Linked DNA regions of Macaca mulatta: region 1 is linked to region 2. A link is a contact called in public Hi-C data. All regions are on one chromosome and are shown on one strand. Each heading gives the region's core, a stretch centred on a gene start, on an enhancer-like site or on the middle of the called end of the contact. The rest is flanking DNA. Distances are from core to core; before and after follow the strand shown.

Region 1 (3,613 bases), core at 584-3,083, 290 kb before region 2:
CATGACGTGCCATGGCATGCCCTTTTTTTAATTGACTACTCTGCCAGTTAGAGACGAGGTCCCATGTAGGGGAGGTGGTGCTGAAAACCCAGCAGGGCACAGCTCAACCCTGGCCCACAGCAGCCTGCAGTGACCAGCTATGTACAGAGCCATCAGCTCCTTCTCCAGTCCCACATCACCGGCCATTCGTCCCCTTGTCCTTGACCCTAACTCACACTGCAGCCACACACACCACCTAGGTGAGACCAAGGTGGGCCCTCATATTCAGAGTGCTGGATTACCCCAAACAGGGACCACATCCAGGCCCTGGACTGCCCAGTCACCTGGGGCTGCCGGTGCGTCACTGCCTCTCCACCCTCTTGGCTCTCTGTCCTCTTTCCCACCCAGCCTCACTCTAGCACTTTTGCCCCTATCCATTTAGGGTGACCACCAGTCCTGGCTTGCCCAGAACTTCTCTCATTTTAAAACTGAAAGCCTCATGTCCTGGGAAACCCGTTAGTCCCATGCAAATCAAAACAGTCAGTCATCCTACCTGTCCTGGAGTTTCCTTCCAAGGCCTTACTCCTCCTTCCTCCAGCTCATCTCCAAGAAAGTCTTCTCAGATGGGCTAGCTGGGTTTTCCAGCTCCTGCCCCTCTTAGCAAACAAGGAAATAATGCTCTGAAGGGAGACGAGAGGTAGACTCCCCAGTCCTGATCTGAGTCTTGGCTGGTTTCTTCCTAACACATGGGTCTTGGGATTGGTACCATTGTTCACTCTTTGGCTGCATCTCTGGCTCCCAAGGTGCTCCAGGTGACCCTAAGAGTTCTATGAGAGAGCAGGTTTCAGTGATCTCACCGGAGGAAAGAAGTCCTAGTCAGAGGGGCCCACTCCTCAAAAGACGGGCATAGGAGATCATCCCCAGGTGTGTTTGGGGTTGGGATGTGGCAGACAGGCAGGCTTGAGCTCAAGGCTGTACCTGAGAAATTGTATCTGTCCTGGCCATCACTCTCTTATCATCTCCTTGTAGCCATGGACTGTGGCTCTCCTAAATCTCTCTAGCCTAGAAAAACCAAAGATGCAGAGCATATCCTGTTTAGGTCTGTAACTTGCTGCCATATTACTATATGCAAAATGGAGGAAGCAATAGATTCTTCTCTGAGAGGGGTGTGTGTGTGTGTGTGTGTGTGCATGTGTGTGTGTACAGTGTAAGGCCTTCCACACACCTGCCTTCTCTGAGGACAGGACCATCCACCTCCACAAGGGCCTTCTGGCCTTCTACCAAGTTGTGGGTGAATGTCCTTCCTCGGGGAGCGGTGAGAGCAGCCACGGGCTCTAGTGACTGCCTACAGAAGCTTGAGTGACGGCTTGAGTGATGACTGGGACTAGGGACTGAGGGACACCTGGGCTCGACCCCAGCCCTGACCATGCTGGACGAGCAGCCTGCAGAGGTTGTGGGTAGGATTCAAAAGGCCACCTAAGCGCATGTCCCCCACCCCTGCTTGGTGAGGAGGGAAAGGAAGAGAAAGCTCAAGTTCAAGGATCACAAACTTCAATTCCACAAGAGGGAGGCTCCCCAGGTATGTCGGTGAAGGGAAAGGTCGGGGAGGAAGAGACATGGCTGAGTGAAGGCAGCAGCCATAACTCACAAGGAGTCATCCTACACACGTGGCAAAAATCAGTGTTAAATAGTACAAAAGGGTTGAGTCAGTGTCCTGTCACCCTGACCTCTGAGGGCCAGCGAGGTTTTGGGACTTTTCCCCTAAGCTGCGGCCGGCCCGCTGTTCCTGAGTCCGACGGCAGGTGGCGCTCCGCCCGGAGAATTGGAGAAGGGGAACTGAGGAGTTGCTCAACACTTCCAGGAACTTCCTCCTCCCCCACCGGCCTTCACCTTTTGTTCCCTAGCCTGGGCCAGTTCTCTCGCAGGTCCCAGATGTCCAGTTCCAGATGCCTGGACCCAGAGTGTGGGGGAAATATCTCTGGAGAAGGCCTCACTCCACAGGCTGTCCAGGCGCAATGTGAGTGTGTTCCCGGCAGACGAGGAGGGAAGAGGACGGGAGGGAGAGGGATGGGAGGGTGTGTGGCCGCAAACGCTCCCCTCCCCCCCCCCCACCCTACCACCCACCCACACACACACACACACACCCCACACACACACACCCCACACACACACACCCCACACACACACACACCCCCACACACACACCACCAGCAGCAGCAGCAGCAGCACAGCACATATTCCATGGGGAAACTGAAATTTGCCTGCGGCCTGTAGCACCTTCCGTGGGGGTGGTCGGTGGGTGTTTGCGGCAGACCCTCACTCGCCCCACCATTGCTCCCTCGGATCCCAGGATGGGGTGGGATCTGCTGAAGCAGAAAGCACCCCCTCCTTTGGATGAGACTCTCCTGGGAGATGAGCAAAGGTGATGTCTTCGGAGGAGGGAAAACCGACAATCCTAGAGCTCAGGCTGCACGGGAGGCTGTAGGGATGGGGTGAGGAAGGGGAGGAAGGGAGGAGACGGGAAGTGCCCGGGCCTCAAGGGTGAGGCCACCGCTTCTGACCCGGCCTTGCCAGGCCTCTCAGTCCTAGCGCGGCTCCCCCGCTCCTCCCACACCCACAGGCTTCCGGCCACAGCTGCGCGGTCCCACCTTGCCCTCCCCCCTACTCACAGGTGGTGGCTGCTCCTCTGGGGAGTCCTCCAGGCTTGCCCCACCGGGGGCTCCATCCTCTTGGCCCAAGAGCTACCCCAGCAGCTGACATCCCCCGGGTACCCAGAGCCGTATCGCAAAGGCCACGAGAGCAGCGCGGACATTAAGGCTCCAGAGGGCTTTGCTGTGAGGCTCGTCTTCCAGGACTTCGACCTGGAGCCGTCCCAGGACTGTGCAGGGGACTCTGTCACAGTGAGCTGGGCATGGGGGGGTCCCGCCAGGACTGTGGCCAGGGAGACTCCCGGGGTCGTGGGAAGTGGCGGTGCCCTGAATCACCCATCTGGAGGAGGAATTTTCCATGTAGGGACAGTCGGGCTTGGCTTACCGGGCAGCAGTGGTGGACCCCAGGACACAACCTCCCAGCAGCGCCTCCAGGGCTGCCGTCTGGGCCCCAGCGAGCAAAGAGGGCAGCAAGCAGGCCCTGCATTTGGAAGACTTATGAAGGGACACACAAATCTTGCAAATCTATGGAGCCAGGGTGAGGCACGCACACATTGGTTGTTAAAAATATATCATCATGTATTTGTTGAGTGCCTGCTCTATCAGGTGAGGAAGCTGGGCACAAATAATAACAAAAGATTAAGTCACCGTTCACACTTACCTTAGAAGAGCTGTCACAAAACTTCTAACGCCAAAGCCTTATTGAGAATAAGGACATTTTAGAAACAGTGCTTGATGGAGTGATGCAGGCCTGTAGTCCCAGCAGTATACTCAGGAGACAGGCTGGAGGATCAGAGGGCTGGAGCCCAGGAGTTCAAAGCCAGCCTAAGCAATATAGCAAGACCCCATTTCAAAAATAAATAAATAATAAATAAAAATAAAAAGAGCACATTATCTTTTGATTTAAATTTTATTTATATCAAAATGACACACATATAAACTTTTGAACTTTATTTTTTAATTTTAAAATTTTTAATTATTATAGA
Region 2 (3,645 bases), core at 492-2,991:
GTTCCAAATGTGTTACATCTATAACCTCATTGGATCCTCACTACCAACCCCATGCAATAGATACTAATGTGATCTCTGTCTTACAGAGGAAGAAACAGGCACAGGGAGGTTCAGTAATTTGTCCAAGATCATACACACAGTGGCCTTCAGGTATTCATGAATGGGGAGTCTGGTTCCACAGTTACCATGTTTGCCATTATATTATATTGCCTCCTTATTAGTGTCCACACTCTGTAAGCATATTGACATCTACGCTTGTTGAGTGCATACCATGTACCCAGCTCTGTGCTACATGTTTTACCTGAATTATTTCAACTGCATAACAACCCTGTGAGGTAACTACCATCATTGCTCCCATTTTACATAACAGAAAACTATAGAAATCTGGGGCTGGGCATAGTGGCTCATGCCTGAAATCTCAGCACTTTGGGAGACCCTGTCTCTAAAAAAATTTTTTTTTGGCTGGAAGTGGTGGCTCACCCCTTTAATCTCAGCACTTTGGGAGGCCGAGGCAGGCAGATCACAAAGTCAGGAGTTCGAGACCAGCCTGGCCAACATGGCAAAACCCTGTCTCTACTAAAAATACAAAAAATAGCCAGGCATAGTGGTGGGTGCCTGTAATCCCAGATACTCAGGAGGCTGAGGCAGGAGAATCGCTTGAACTTGGGAGACGGAGGTTGCAGTGAGCCGAGATCGTGCCACTGCCCTCCAGCCTGGGCAATAAGAGCAAGACTCCATCTCAAAAAAATAAAAATAATTTTTAAAAAATTAGCTGGGCATGGGAGCACATGCTTGTAGTCCCAACTACTTGGGAGGCTGGGGTAGGAGGATCACTTGAGCCCAGGAGGTCAAGGCTGCAGTGGGCTGTGATGGCGCCACTGCACTCCAGCCTGGGTGACAGCAAGACCCTGTCTCAAAAAAAAAAAAAAAAAAAAAAAAAGGAGAAATCTGGCAACTTCCCCGAGATCACACAGTTAACTAGTGGCATAGCTTCACTCAAACTCCAAGTCTCAGCCAGGACACTCTACCAAATGAGATCAACGGCTCAGTAATGGATTGGCATCCAGTATGAAGACTGGACCAGCAGGGAAAACTATGATGCGTACAGCCCAGAGCCTGAAGCAGATTTCACAGCCTCAGAGGTGGCACAGGCTGACTCAAAACCCGGGGCAGAAAGGGACCAACCCAGAAACAGTGACCCAGAATCACAGGGAAATAGAAATGGGAGTCAGCACAATGAAGCCCCTCCTTCACCCCATGCTCCTTATCCTCAAGGTCGCAGGAGTTAGTTGCTCAGGCGGTTCAAAGGTCTTGACGGTGAACACCATCCCCAGGGATTCCCAAGGCGGTGATGCCATCAAAGCGTTAATTCTGAGCTGGGCCTGACCGGGTGCGGACTCTGCCGCAGGGAGAGAAGGGTTAATCGCCCCGGGCCTTCGCCGTGGGGGCGGGGCTTCGGGGAGGGTCACAGCCCGGTGCGGAGACCCGAGGTTAACCGCCCGGGGTGGGGTCCAGGGGGCGGGGCATGCTCCCCGCGGCTGCGGCGGGTAGACAGGTAACTGCCCCCGAAGGGGCGAGGCCATACAGGGGCGCGGCCTCGGGCTGCACAACCCGGGGCGGCGATGAGAGGGTTAACGCCCCGGAGGGCCCTGGCGGGGCGGGGCCGCGGGGTGAGCACCGCCCGAGGGAGGTGCTGGGGGCGGAAGCGGCACGCGGTGTGCGCCCTGCGCGCCTCGGCTTCTTTCCGCCCGGCTCTTCCAGAGGCCCGGCGACTTCCTGGGCTGGGAATCCAACCGAGGTTCGGGGGCAGCGGCTAGGGCTCGGGGCGAGTAAGGCGGATGGTCCCTGCTGAGGCCCAAAGGGGGCGAACTCGCGAGAGTCTCGGGCGACCTGGGTCAGATGGGGCGAGGGCAGATGAGGGGTCCGGGAGCTTTCGGGCAGCGAGGGGGGAGGAGCGGGCCAGTTGGCAAACTTGGGTGAAAGGATGGGGTGCCTGGGTGACGACCCCCCGCCAGGATTCTGCTCCTCCACCCCTTTTCTCCCAACTCGCTTCCAGGCCAATCTCAAACTGGAGCTCAACTTTTAGAAGAGAGACGCCCCAGCAAGCCTCTTTCGGGGAGCCCTATAGCTCCTCACCTCCATGGGCGAGACAGCCCTGGCGGGGGACAGCAGCAGCACCCCCACCCCACAGGCCCTGTACCCTGACGTCTCCTGTCCCGAGGGCTTGGAAGAGCTGCTGTCTGCACACCCTCCTGAACGGGGGGCCCAACGACGCCACGGTTGGAACCCCATAGACTGTTCAGAGAACATCGAAGTCAAGGAAGGAGGGTTGTACTTTGAGCGGAGGCCCATGTCCCAGAGCACTGATGGTGTCCGGGGTAAGAGGGGCTATTCAAGAGGCCTGCACGCCTGGGAGATCAGCTGGCCCCTAGAGCAGAGGGGCCCGTATGCCGTGGTGGGCGTGGCCACGGCCCGCGCCCCGCTGCCGACTAAGCACTACGCGGCGCTGCTGGGCAGCAACAGCGAGTCGTGGGGCTGGGACATCGGGCGGGGGAAGCTGTACCATCAGACCAAGGGGCCCGGAGCGCCCCAGTATCCAGCGGGAACTTAGGGTGAGCAGCCGGAGGTGCCAGAGAGACTGCTGTTCTGGACATGGAGGAGGGAACTCTGGGCTACGCTATTGGGAGCACCTACCTGGGGACAGCCTTCTGCGGACTGAAGGGCAGGACCCTCTATCCGGCAGTAAGCGCTGTCTGGGGCCAGTGCCAGGTCCGCATCCGCTACCTGGGCGAAAGGAGAGGTGAGGCCTGGGGCAGATGTGGGGAGAACTTTCTGTCCCTGGTGGCAGCGGTCTGGGATGGAAACTCTTCTGACAAGAGCAGAGGGGATGCACCTTCATCCAGCCTGCCTCTCGCCTGTTCAGTGCTGGGAAAGGCTAGGGGTCTTTACGGCTGTTATTTAATCCAGCAGCAATAGAGGTGAAACAGGCTTGAGAAAGCAACTTTCTCAAGTTTTCTTGGCCAGTAAATGGTGAACCTTCAGAATGGAGGGAGGCACTCCAGGGATGAGAGAATTCAGGAGATATCAACCCCTGAGCAAGAGGCGCAAAGGGTTAGGTACTGGGTTTGATGTACAGGTCCAAAAGGAGGAGGACAGGCAGAGCCAGGTACCCGGGGTGTGTACCGGATTCTCTGGGCTCTGACCTGTCTCTGTGCCACATACCCACTTCCTTCCTCAGCATGGAGACACTGGGGCCCTGGGCACCAGGGAGGAGAGCAGTGGAGGAGGCAGGGCCTTAGGGAGGGGCAGCAGGGGAGGAGCCTTCCTAGGAACTGACTGGGGCCAGGGCTTGGAGCTGCTCTCTGCAGTTGTGTGAGCTGTAGAGTGGACGGCCATCCTTCCTCACCTCAGCCCCAGCTCCCAAGCCTCTGGAGTCAAAGCCTGGGCCAGCTCCACCACGGTCAGAGCCACCTTGGCCTGTCACTTAGAGGGCCTTAGCCAGCGCTTCATCCCAGCTCTGACTAGGGATGTGTGAAATCTTAAGTGGGAGGCAGAACTTCAGGGCATCTCAGATTCCCCTTTCAGCCAAGGTGGGCACACTCAAAGCAGGAAAGCAGAAAGGCATCTGGGCAGGACCCTGTAGTT

The links. Hi-C and Micro-C count contacts between places; a contact is called where the count stands out from the background.
Region 1: a Hi-C map of liver shows a contact between it and region 2, with 4 times the contacts expected there. The contact joins the promoter of C1RL here to the promoter of SPSB2 in region 2. A contact is called at or near these places in 2 of 14 Hi-C or Micro-C datasets (fetal cortex germinal zone and liver).

Annotation. Positions count from the first base shown.
Region 1 is chr11:8,126,377-8,129,989 of T2T-MMU8v2.0, reverse strand. It overlaps C1RL (complement C1r subcomponent like), which reads left to right and starts at 1,833. Exons shown (of 5, transcript XM_077953476.1): 1 at 1,833-1,996; 2 at 2,651-2,879. The coding sequence starts at 1,926. It also overlaps a transcript of CLSTN3 not described here.
Region 2 is chr11:7,836,887-7,840,531 of T2T-MMU8v2.0, reverse strand. SPSB2 (splA/ryanodine receptor domain and SOCS box containing 2) reads left to right here and starts at 1,741. Exons shown (of 4, transcript XM_077953439.1): 1 at 1,741-2,639; 2 at 2,642-2,800. The coding sequence starts at 2,141. It also overlaps the pseudogene LOC100429951.